Regions from separate parts of the Sus scrofa genome. Here region 1 is linked to region 2. The links are chromatin contacts, called in public Hi-C maps. All regions are on one chromosome and are shown on one strand. Each heading gives the region's core, a stretch centred on a gene start, on an enhancer-like site or on the middle of the called end of the contact. The rest is flanking DNA. Distances are from core to core; before and after follow the strand shown. Region 1 holds the start of HECTD1 (E3 ubiquitin-protein ligase HECTD1). Region 2 overlaps LOC102165023 (a long non-coding RNA gene).

Evidence for each region. Hi-C and Micro-C count contacts between places; a contact is called where the count stands out from the background.
Region 1: a Hi-C map of liver shows a contact between it and region 2, with 3 times the contacts expected there. The contact joins the promoter of HECTD1 here to the enhancer-like site in region 2. A contact is called at or near these places in 1 of 5 promoter capture datasets (liver), 7 of 47 Hi-C or Micro-C datasets (embryonic fibroblasts, heart right ventricle, liver and 1 more) and 2 of 2 datasets of contacts at active chromatin or transcription factors (alveolar macrophages and skeletal muscle).

What each region holds. Positions count from the first base shown.
Region 1 is chr7:68,314,377-68,319,485 of Sscrofa11.1, reverse strand. HECTD1 (E3 ubiquitin-protein ligase HECTD1) reads right to left here and starts at 1,319. Exons shown (of 41, transcript XM_021099884.1): 1 at 661-1,319. It overlaps LOC110261745, which reads left to right and starts at 341. Exons shown (of 3, transcript XM_021100055.1): 1 at 341-394; 2 at 452-1,783; 3 at 3,730-3,922. The coding sequence starts at 341. The coding sequence ends at 1,573.
Region 2 is chr7:68,265,602-68,271,383 of Sscrofa11.1, reverse strand. It overlaps LOC102165023 (a long non-coding RNA gene), which reads left to right. Exons shown (of 7, transcript XR_001297940.2): 3 at 120-246. Among named protein-coding and RNA genes, the nearest start is that of HECTD1, 50 kb to the left of the region's middle. Within about 2 kb of position 3,658, at least 13 of the 83 cell types and tissues checked have an H3K27ac peak or open chromatin away from gene starts, as enhancers often do. A contact at or near this core is called in liver and skeletal muscle, where this site is marked.

The DNA.
Region 1 (5,109 bases), core at 70-2,569, 50 kb before region 2:
AACAACAACAGCGAAGGAAAAGCAACCACAACAGGCAAGTCATTACAAAAGCTCGTAAGTGCCGTGAAGGAGAGACGGCTTTGGGTCCCCTGCAACCCAGGTGCAGGTGTATAAACCCAGCGGCAGGTTCCAGTGGGCACCCAACGGCGGCCGTCAGCAGGGGTGACCCAACACCCTAGGCCCACTCGACCCCGCGCCGAGAGGCGCAGGCACCGCGCTCCGGTTTCCTGGCACCAAACCCGGCTAAGTTAGCTACCTGTGTCGAAAAGGAGGGGGAAGTTTTGGAGGAGGAGCAGCAAGCCTCTCTACCCTAGAGGAGGCCACCGAGGCGGGCTCGGAGATGGGTCTCCCGGGAGCGGCGCCCGGAACTCCGAGGCCCGGGGAGATGTCCCTGGCCCCGCCGGGCGGCGAAACCTTCTCAAGGACAAGGGGAGGGGGGGGGCTGCCGTAGGTTCCGGCTTGGACAAGCCGGGTCCCGCCCCGGGCAGAGCCAAGGCTGGGAAACAAAGGGGCTAAGAGGGTAAGTCAACAGCAGTGCCGCCGACCTTACCAGGGGCCGGGGTCTCGCTCCCAGCCCGCCGCCGGGCATCCCTCATCCCGGCACCAGGGCCGTTCCGACCGCCCAGGGAGTCCCCGCCTCCCCTTCCCTCAAGCTCTTACCCGGGCCTGTCCTCCCAAACCACTCCGGTCCAGCTCCAAGCAGGCCGCGGGCAGAGCCAGGCCCGGCCGCGGCCCTAGAGTTCCCAGGAAGCCGCAGGCCGCGCAGGTCGAGCCGGGCAAGCGGCACAGGAAAAGCCGCTCCTCGTCCCTCCCCTTCCTCCGCGGGGACCTGGTGACGGGGAAGCGAGAGGTTCCCCAGACCAGCGGCAGCCAGCGCACGTCCCGTCCCCGGCACGCGGCTCCTCCGGCCTTACAGCTCAGAGGCCCGCGCGGTGCTGCCGGCGGCGGCGGCGGGGGAGGCCGCGTCCATCGCGATCCGGGAGGGGGAAGGGAGGAGGGTCGGGGGAGAGCCGGGCGGGGAAGCTGCGGAGGGCAGCCGTGCGGCGCGGAGGCGGAGCAAATGGGCTCTACTGACTGCGACCTCGCCGGCCGCCACGTGGGGCGCTGCAGGTGCCGGTCGGCCAGTGGCGCAAGGGGCGCCAGCCCTGGGTGCCAGGCGGCGGGACGCGTCGCCGCCTCTCTCTGGTCTCTCTCGCACTCCGGGCCTCGGTCTCCCTCGGCCTTGTCAGCTGTCGCTTTACTATCGTACGCCCTGCACCTTCACTATGCTATCAATCGGAGCGCGCTCCCACCACCCCGCACGCGCGGCTGCACGTACGCTCAGCGTGTTTTGCACGGTGTGTACACACTTGGCGCGCTCCTGCTGACGGCACTCAGGCTGCACGTCAAACCTGCGGCCCAGGCTGTCTTTGCCTGGCGTCCTACCAGGGCGACCGTACCCGGCCAAGAACTGGTCACCCCTCCTCGAGCACCGAAAAGTGTCGCGGGAGGAGAAGCGCCTCCCTTCGGTCCTAGGAGGCAAACCGCCCGCAGTTCGTTGGAAAGAAAATCTTTCACAACTCCGGGGAAGTAAATATTGTCGAGTGTTCTCTCCATTGTACGGATGAGAGAACTGAGGCTCCCAAAAGCGTGAATTCAGGCCCAATGGCGTCCCCAGTAAGCAGCAGCACTGCGAGTGTGCTTTTGATTTTTTCCTGTGGGTTTTGGTCGCAAGAATGTCTGTAATTATTCCCTTCGGACGTTCTGTTTCACAGGCGTTGAAAACAAAATATATTTGCTTATGGTACGTACATGGAGATATTTAGGATATAATTAATTGGAAATGTGACTATAGCTTCCTTTTTTTAAAATCAAGAAATTAATGCCTTGGTTTGTGAGATAGGTAAACCCATGCCCAGACACCCACTGTACTCTCACTTTTTCATCTTTTAAACAAACATGAATATTATATGATAGTATTTGAGAAGCGTTCTTTTAAGCAGTTAGATTGGGTTCACCATATGCTTGAAGAACTAGTATTTTGGAAATTACAGATTTGCACTGAAGATATCTATAAGTACTTGTCCGACTGTGGCAGGTAAGTGTCCCTAGGTCTCCTGTTAACAGATGAAACTCAGAGAAAAGAGTAGAACATTCCAACTATCTTGTCAGAACTACAACACATGAGAATAATTATTTGTGAGCTATGAATGTGACTTAAGAGCTGCAGGAAAATCTTTAAGGAGGAGGTGGGTTCCTCTTGGACCTTGAAGAGTGGGTAGAATGTGAACACCACAAGGGAGGAGAAAGAATACAAGCAAACCCTATGTTCTGAGACACAGGAAGGAGGACCAGCACCTCAAGCAAAAAACCAGCATTAAGCAATGATAGAGAAGATAAGAGCTAAAGTGAGAAGGGTCTTATGTGGGATCCAGAATTTAGGGTGAGGTAACATGTTCTGGACTAGAACATTGACTGAAAAAGTTCTGGGCCTTAGATGTATAGGGCCAGAGTGTCCAGAATGGCTAAAAACCTAGACAAGGAGACTAACTGGGAGATTGCTAAAGTCCCCCAGTAGTGGAGGGAGGGAGGAAGAGCCCAAAGGGCCTAGTTTTTGGCGTTAAGAATGAAGAAGAGGAGTTCCCGTCGTGGCGCATTGGTTAACGAATCCGACTAGGAACCATGAGGTTGCGGGTTCGGTCCCTGCCCTTGCTCAGTGGGTTAAGGATCCGGCGTTGCCGTGAGCTGTGGTGTAGGTCGCAGACGCGGCTCGGATCCCGCGTTGCTGTGGCTCTGGCGTAGGCCGGAGACTACAGCTCCGATTGGACCCCTAGCCTGGGAACCTCCATATGCCGCGGGAGCGGCCCAAGAAATAGCAACAACAACAACAACAAAAAAAAAGACAAAAAAAAAAAAAAAAAAAAAAAAAAAAAAAAAAAAAAGAAGAATGAAGAAGAAATATATCTTTAAAATATTTTTTAAAGATATATCAGAATGTAAATGAATAACCTCAATTATTTTTATTGAAATATAGCTGATTTATAGTATGTTAGTTTCAGGTGTACAACATAATGATTTGGTTTTATATATATGTATTTTTTTTCAGATTCTTTTTCCTTATAGGTTATTACAGAATATTGAAGTGTTAGAAGAGTGGAAGGAGATTATGTATGCAAAGAACCTAGGCCAGTAGTTTTCAACCTTAGCTGCACATTAGAGTCACTTGGAGAACCTTTTTTTTTTTTTTTTTAATAGACTTTTTTTTTAAGAGTAGTTTAGGCTCACAGCAAAGTTAAGGCGAAAGTACAGAGAATACCCATATATCTCCTGTGCATGTACAAGCACAACTGTTAAAATCCCCTACCTGAGTAGTACATCTGTTACAATTAATGAGCCTTTGTTGACACATTATTGTCATTCAAAGTCATAGTTGACCTTAGAGTTCACTCTTAGAAATATACATTCTATGGATTTTGGCAAATGTATCATGAGACATACCTACTATCATAGTACCATACAGAATAGTTTCACTGCTCTAAAAATCACTTGTGCTCTACCTATTTATCCTTTCCTCTCCCTTAACCCTTGACAACCACTGATCTTTATATTGTGTCTATTGTCTTAACATTATTCAGAATGTTATAGATGAAACCATACAGTATGTAGTCTTTTCATGTTTCTTTCACTTAGTAATATGCATTTAAGTTTCTTTTGTGTCTTTTCATGACTTAATAGCTCATTTCTTTTTAGGGCTAAATAATAGTCTATCATCTAGATGTACCCCAGTTTATCCATCCACCTACTGAAGGACTTCTTGAATGTTGCCAAGTTTTCGCAATGAAAATAAAGCTACTATAAACATCCACGTGCAAGGTTTTACATGGACCTAAGTTTTCAACTCATTTGGGTAAATACCAAGGAGCAAAATTTCTGGATTTCATGGTAAGAATATGTTTGGGTTTTTTTTTCTTCTTTCAGTTTTATTGAGATGTAATTAATATACAGCACTGTGTAAGGTTAAGGTGTACGACGTAATTATTTGACTTACATATGTCATGAAATGATTTCCACAGTAGGTTTAGTGAACATCCAACATTTCATGTAGATACCACATTAAAGAAAAAAATTAACAAGTTATTTTTCCCTTGTGGTGAGAACTCTTAGGACTTTGTTAATTTTCATTTATAATGTTCAGTAGTGTTAGCTTTATGATGTTATCATGTACATCCCTAGTACATATTTTTCTTATAATTGGAAGTTTTGACTAACTTTTGACTACCTTCATCTAATTCTCCCTCCCTGCAAGAATATGTTTACTTTTGTAAGAAACTGCCAAACTGTTTTTCAAAGTAGCTGTACCGTATTTTCCATAAGCAGTGAATGAGGCTTCACATTGTTTCACATTCTCATCAGCATTTGGTGTTGTCAGTGTTTTGGGTTTTACCCATTCTAATATTCTAATAGGTGCATAATGTTATCATATTATTGTTTTAAATTTTAGTTCCCTAAAGGCATGTGATGTGGAGCTTCTTTTTTTTTACCTCACCCATGACATGTGGAAGTTCCCAGACCAGGGATCAAACCCACGCCACAGCAGTGAAATGCCTGATCCTTAACCTGCTACACTACAAGTGAATTCTCACACATCAGTGTTTTTTAAAGTGACTCTAACATGTAGCCAAGGCTGAGAATCACTGGCCTATGTCAATGCAATAATAATAATATTTGAATAAAATCATAATAATACTTATTATTACTGCAGTAAATTTTATTAGGTGCTTATCATGTCCTAACACTCTTCTAAATGTATTACAAGTATTAATTCATTGTGGATATTATCGACTTTGACTTACTAGCTTTGTGGCCTTAGCCTCTCTGAGTTTTGTTTTCCTAATCTATAAGACTGAGATAATAGCAGAAACTAACCCCTCATAGGATAATTACATTAAACCAGATAATGTGTGTAAATGCTTGCCGCATATTAAATACTCAAAATTGCCAGCTATTAATATTATTGCATTATTGGTTCTGCTCTCTGGTTTGACATGCTAGGTCTGCTTCCTCTTCCATGTGTCAGATCACCAAATAGTTGAAGACAGCAGTCATGTTCCCATGTACTCTCTTCTCCAG
Region 2 (5,782 bases), core at 2,409-4,908:
ATAAATAAATGTGTGAAATAAGGCCACAGAAGTCATAACTTTTTCTAGGTTTGTAATTGTAAAGGTTTAAACAAATAAATTAACATAAGTATTGAAAAAAGTTTTTTTTCTGACTATAGATTTATTCAACACAAACAGTCCCTCCAATCTGAGTTGGCTCACCAAATTGATGACCTACTGTATCTGCCTCTGAACTGTTACTGACCTGGCAGTCTATCTATAGGAGTCTCTGTTGGCTTCCCTCAGGTAAGTCTTGAAGGCTACCTGCTCTTTCTGCTGGCCTGCCAGTCTCAGGATAGTTGTGGTAAGGGTGGCAGGCATGATTCCAGGGGCAAAGGGCGGGAAATCATGGGGGATGCTGGCTACCCTGTAGGTAAGGTACCCGTAGAAATGTGTCTGGGCAAACTGTCCCTCTCTTTTTACAGCTTGAGAGACTACATGGCTTTCATGACATCAGGAAGGAAGAGATTTTCCTCTACCCTTCCATTTCTTCTGGCTGGTCGATAAATTGGCATAAGACAGATTAACAAGAGAAAATCAAAGAAAAGCGTAATAACATGTATACATGGGGGAGACCCAGGAAAACTGTAATTCATCAAAATGGCCGAAACCTTCACCTTAAATACCATCTTCAGCTAAAGGCAAAAGAGGATGTTGGGAGCAGTGGCTTGGGACTTTCAAAGGGGAAGAAGGCAATTCACATGGAGATGGACAAGCAAATGTTTGCTAGATACATGTTTGCTGGGCCCTGTAGAGACAGTGGGGCAGAGAGGGATTTTAACAGACTTTGCTAGGTTTCTTTTGCCTACCACACCTAGTTCATACTATAGTCATCCATAGTGAGAGCTCTTTGCTGGAATAGCTCCTCTATTCTTCTAGGCAGTGAGGGGGAAGGTCAAAGTTTCTTCTTAAGTCTTCTGAGCCTTGATTGTTTTCAGCTTGAAATAATCTGCCTGCCAGAGGGACATTTTGGGGTGACAGGTTTTGCTTCCCTACAACAAAAGGGCTAGGGACATTCTTTCCCGCCAGCTCTGGGGGCTTTGGCATGTTGAATTCCTTGTTGTCCACCATCACTTCTTCCTTAAAAAGTTTATTAGAGGAGTTCCTGTCATGGCTCAGTGGTTCACAAATCCAAGTAGGAACCATGAGGTTGTGGGTTCAATCCCTGGCCTTGCTCAGTGGGTTAAGGATCCAGCATTACCATGAGCTGTGGGTGTAGGTTGCAGACACGACTTGGATCCCGCGTTGCTGTGGCTCTGGCGTAGGCTGGCGGCTGCAGCTCCGATTGGACCCCTAGCCTGAGAGCCTCCATATGCCACAGGAGCAGCCCAGAAAAGGCAAAAAGACAAAAAAAAAATGTTTATTGGGGTTTCACTGTGGCTCAGCAGGGTAAGAACCCAGTATTGTCACTGCTGTGGCTCAGATTCCATCCCTGGCTGGGGAACTTCCACACTGTGCCGTGGCCATGGCCAAAAAGAAAAAAAAAAAAAGGAGTTTATAATTGGCAGTCCAATTCTTGGGCATCACCATCATCTGGGTCTGGGGCTGGAAGGCCAAGATAAACTATTAAATGTACTCTTTTATAATAAAAATTCAGACAGTCTGCATCTTAGGACCAGAAGGAACTTCTAGAGAAGGAGCCATTCCTTTCTTGTTCTCAATATACGGCTATTCCCAGGGATACTTACAAGGCTTAATTTCTTAGACAGGTTGAGGGAGTTCCTGTAGTGGCTTAGTCGTGTTAACAAACACGACTAAGATCCATGAGGATTCATGTTCAATCCCTGGCCTTGCTCAGTGGGTTAAGGATCCGATATTGCTGTGAGCTGTGGTGTAGTTCCCAGATGTGGCTCGTATCTGGTGTGGCTGTGGCTGTGGTGTAGGCCGGCAGCTGCAGCTCTTATTGGACCCCTAGTCTGGGAACCTCCATATGCTGTGGATTTGGCCCTAAAAAGACCAAAAAAAAAAAAAAAAATAGATTGAGGTCTTTGGGAAGAAGAAATCCTCTCTTCTTCTTTTCTGTTTTTTTTTTTTTTTTTTTTTTTTTTTTTTTAGTCACCATTGTGTTGACTAATTGCTGCAACTTCCAAAGGCTGTGGGACATGTTTTCAGTCTGCCAGATAAAACAGGACTTTAGGAGTTCCCGTCGTGGCGCAGTGGTTAACGAATCCGACTAGGAACCATGAGGTTGCGGGTTCGGTCCCTGCCCTTGCTCAGTGGGTTAACGATCCGGCGTTGCCGTGAGCTGTGGTGTAGGTTGCAGACGCGGCTCGGATCCTGCGTTGCTGTGGCTCTGGCGTAGGCCGGTGGCTACAGCTCCGATTCAACCCTAGCCTGGAACCTCCATATGCCGCGGAGCGGCCCAAGAAATAGCAACAACAACAACAACAACAAAAGACAAAAGACAAAAAAAAAAAAAAAAAAAAAAAAAAAAAAACAGGACTTTATAGCAAGATTTTCAGACCAAACAGGCTAAATCACTGACTTGCAAAAGAAAAGCACAAAATGCTTAATTTTTCATGGAAAATCTGGAGACATGCTGAAGAATGTGTCTCCATTTGGGAGAGAAAATGTAGATCTACCTCACTGCATTTTATATTCTTTGGAACTAGAGCCTCGAGTACTAAGTTTTTTTGGTTGTAGCAGGAATACCACAGGCTGCAGTCTAGAATACTTCGGCCTAGAACACTGGGTGCAAATGCCAATCCCCTATTCAGGGTAGGTAAGAGGCTTTACATAACTGTTACCTTAATTTGCTAAGTTAAAGAAACTCCTCGATTTGTTTTTTAGTTCCTTAATCCAGCTCTTTTGACTTTCTCCACGTACATTCGCTCTATCATCACTCAATAATTATTTGGGGCTTGTGTTATGGATCCAGCTGTTTAAGAAGAAGGACTAAGAAGAAAATTAGGCCAAATTTATTCATTGGGGTGATATTGAAATAGTTGATTTTAAGCACAAAGCTGAAATCAGGCACACAGAAAAATGTGCCAGGTGATTATGAAGTTTGCTTCTAAATTAAATATGGGTCTGCAGCAAGCTGCATCTCTTTTCAAAGTCAGCTCAGGGCCAGCTGGCAACCTCTGTAGTCCTTTGCAGTGTGGTAAATCCACTCAAGACCTCGAATTCAGCTGTATTCCTTCTTGATTCAGGTTAGGCTAGGATCCTTTTTTGAAAGTCATAAAAATAGGACAGCAGATTCAGTTGTCAACAGCAGCACTTGCAGTCATTCAGTTTTTGTTTATTTTTGTTTTGGGCTTTAAAAATATTTAAAAAAAAATATTTTAAGCCTTTATTAGAAAGTTGATTTCATATGATCTCCTGCTGGAGTAAGACTGCTACATTGAGGATGCTAAAAGCCTTGCTGCCAGGCCAGTTTTGAATATAGTCTAAACTGGGAAAGGAGCCTTCATTGGGATGGTGGCCAAGAAGTAGTCAGTTGTACATGTAGCTTAAAAAGGTCATTGGCTCACTTGCCAGAATGCTGGCAGCTTTAACATTTGCTACAAACTCCTCTCGTTAGTCCCTTGTTTTTGAATTTCTTTCCCACTGGGAAACCCAAGAATGTCTCCTGCCTGAGTGTACCATCCTCAGCTGATCTCTTCCCCTGAGATGTCAGGAATGGTGCCCTGCAGCATCGCCTGTGAGTCACAGATCAGGAGGCACGAAGCCTTCCAAGTTCTTTGCGTGTAGCCACCACCCTGCCTCTCTGTGACTCTGTTCACACCCTCGGAAGGTCATAGACAACATGCCTTGAAAAGCATCTGAGGTTTAGACCCACAAGTATTTGAACCAGAAAGGATCTCAGATAGTCTGTCCAAGATGGGAACTAACTGTCCTGGCTCACCTGGTACTGACCAGTTTAGTGGAACACAACTTGAGTGCTGAAGCTGGGACTCCTAGGGAAACTGGGATAGTGGGTCCCACTATGCTCAGCTGTTTTGCAGAGAAGAAACTGAGGCTCAGGAGGCTGACTTGCCCATGCTGACAGAATTAGTCAGGGGCAGATCTGGAATTAGAATCCAGGTCCATTGGCAGTGGAGTTCAGTGCTAATTCTATGCTGGTAGTTCCTTAAAGTCCCACAGTGCATTGCACATTTTAGGTGCTTCAGTGTCTGTTGCGGTTGTTTTTTGAGTTCAGGGGAAGTGGCTTTTCACAGAAACGATCATTCCTAATTAGCAGTGATCTCACTCAAGGTCTTCATGAATCAATAGTGAAATCAGGTCTCTACCCCTGGACTCTGAACAGAACAGTGAGTGAAGGGGGCGGAATTTAGTGAGCAATAAAAGAAGTGGTTAAGAAAACAGAAAGATTGTGCAAAGATATACAGACCTGTGTGTACAGGTTGGCTGAGCAACATTGCAGCAGGGGACACAGGGAGTAAACACCAAAGAGAAGGATGAATTATTTCCCTGTCTTCAGGGAAAGAGTGTGGCAATGACTATGTATGAAAACTGTATCACCTGACATTCATGTTTATCGGTTTTCCACGGACTTCGAAAGAATCTAACTCCCAGCAGTATTTGTCCTTCTAGGTCTGAGATCTGCCCTGTTTTTCCTACCAGTTTTCTCCCCCTGTAAACTGAGTTTTTAATAAAGTTGCGTAGATTACTAGGGATCATTAGTCTGTTATCCCTAGATCTTTACAATCACTTATCTAAACACTGCTGTATGCCATTCAATGCTATAGTCTTTTCACCTGCAGGAGTCAAGGGTGTCTTCTTTATGAGGGAACCGAGAAAGCATTAGGAATCTGACTGGCTGACAATTAGGACTAGAGAAGTGAGTATTGGAAACAAGGGTCCAGGAACAACATTATTTATGTGGCCCTCTTTAGCAATTCATTTTGTGGGATGGTGCTTGGCACTTGATTTCTTTTTTCTGGGATGGAGCCCAAGGAAGTAGTACGTTAAAAGGGAGCAGCATAAACAAAATGGAAGTGACTAAGGTGTTTTGACACTCATTAAGATGGGTGTTACTCTCAAAATGGAAACTAGGTGCCTACTTTTCTGTTCCACCACACCTTTTCCTGCTGGTGAGCAGAGACAGAGGTACCTGTTCTTCTGACTAATCCTTAAGAACACAGGTGAACAGAGGCAGAGCTGACCTACTTTGTAAATAGCTGTTATAGCATTAGTCAGCAAATTTGCTGCAGGCGGAGGTCATGTGGCCTCACAGCCACTCCGCTTTCAACTGAAGGCCACACTGGGAGCTGACCTTAGGGTAGTGCCTCTCAAAAAATGGACTTGTGACACCATCAGTAGCAAGACGCAAGATGACAGTGTTGGTTAAAAATGAGAATTATTGGACCATACCCCAGACATTCTGAATCAGATTTTTTCTTTCTTTTTTTTTTTTTTTTTTTTTTTTTTTTTGGTCTTTTTAGGGCCACACCCGCGGCATATGGAGGTTCCCAGGCTAGAGGTCCAATCAGAGCTGTAGCTGCCGGTCTACACCACAGTCACAGCAATGCAGGATCCCAGCCGAGTCTGCTACAGCTCACAGCGATGCCAGATCTTTAACACACTGAGGGAAGCCAGAGATTGAATCCGCAACATCTTGGTTACTAGTTGGGTTTGTTAACCAATAAGCCACGACAGGAACTCCAGATTTTCTCTTTATTTTCAAATAATATCTAAGATTTAGAACAGTTTTATTTATTTATTTATTTAGTCTTTTCTAGGGCTGCTCCTGTGGCATATGGAGGTTCCCAGGTCTAATCGGAGCTGTAGGTGCTGGCCTACGCCAGAGCCACAGCCAGGTGGGAACTGAGCCGAGTCT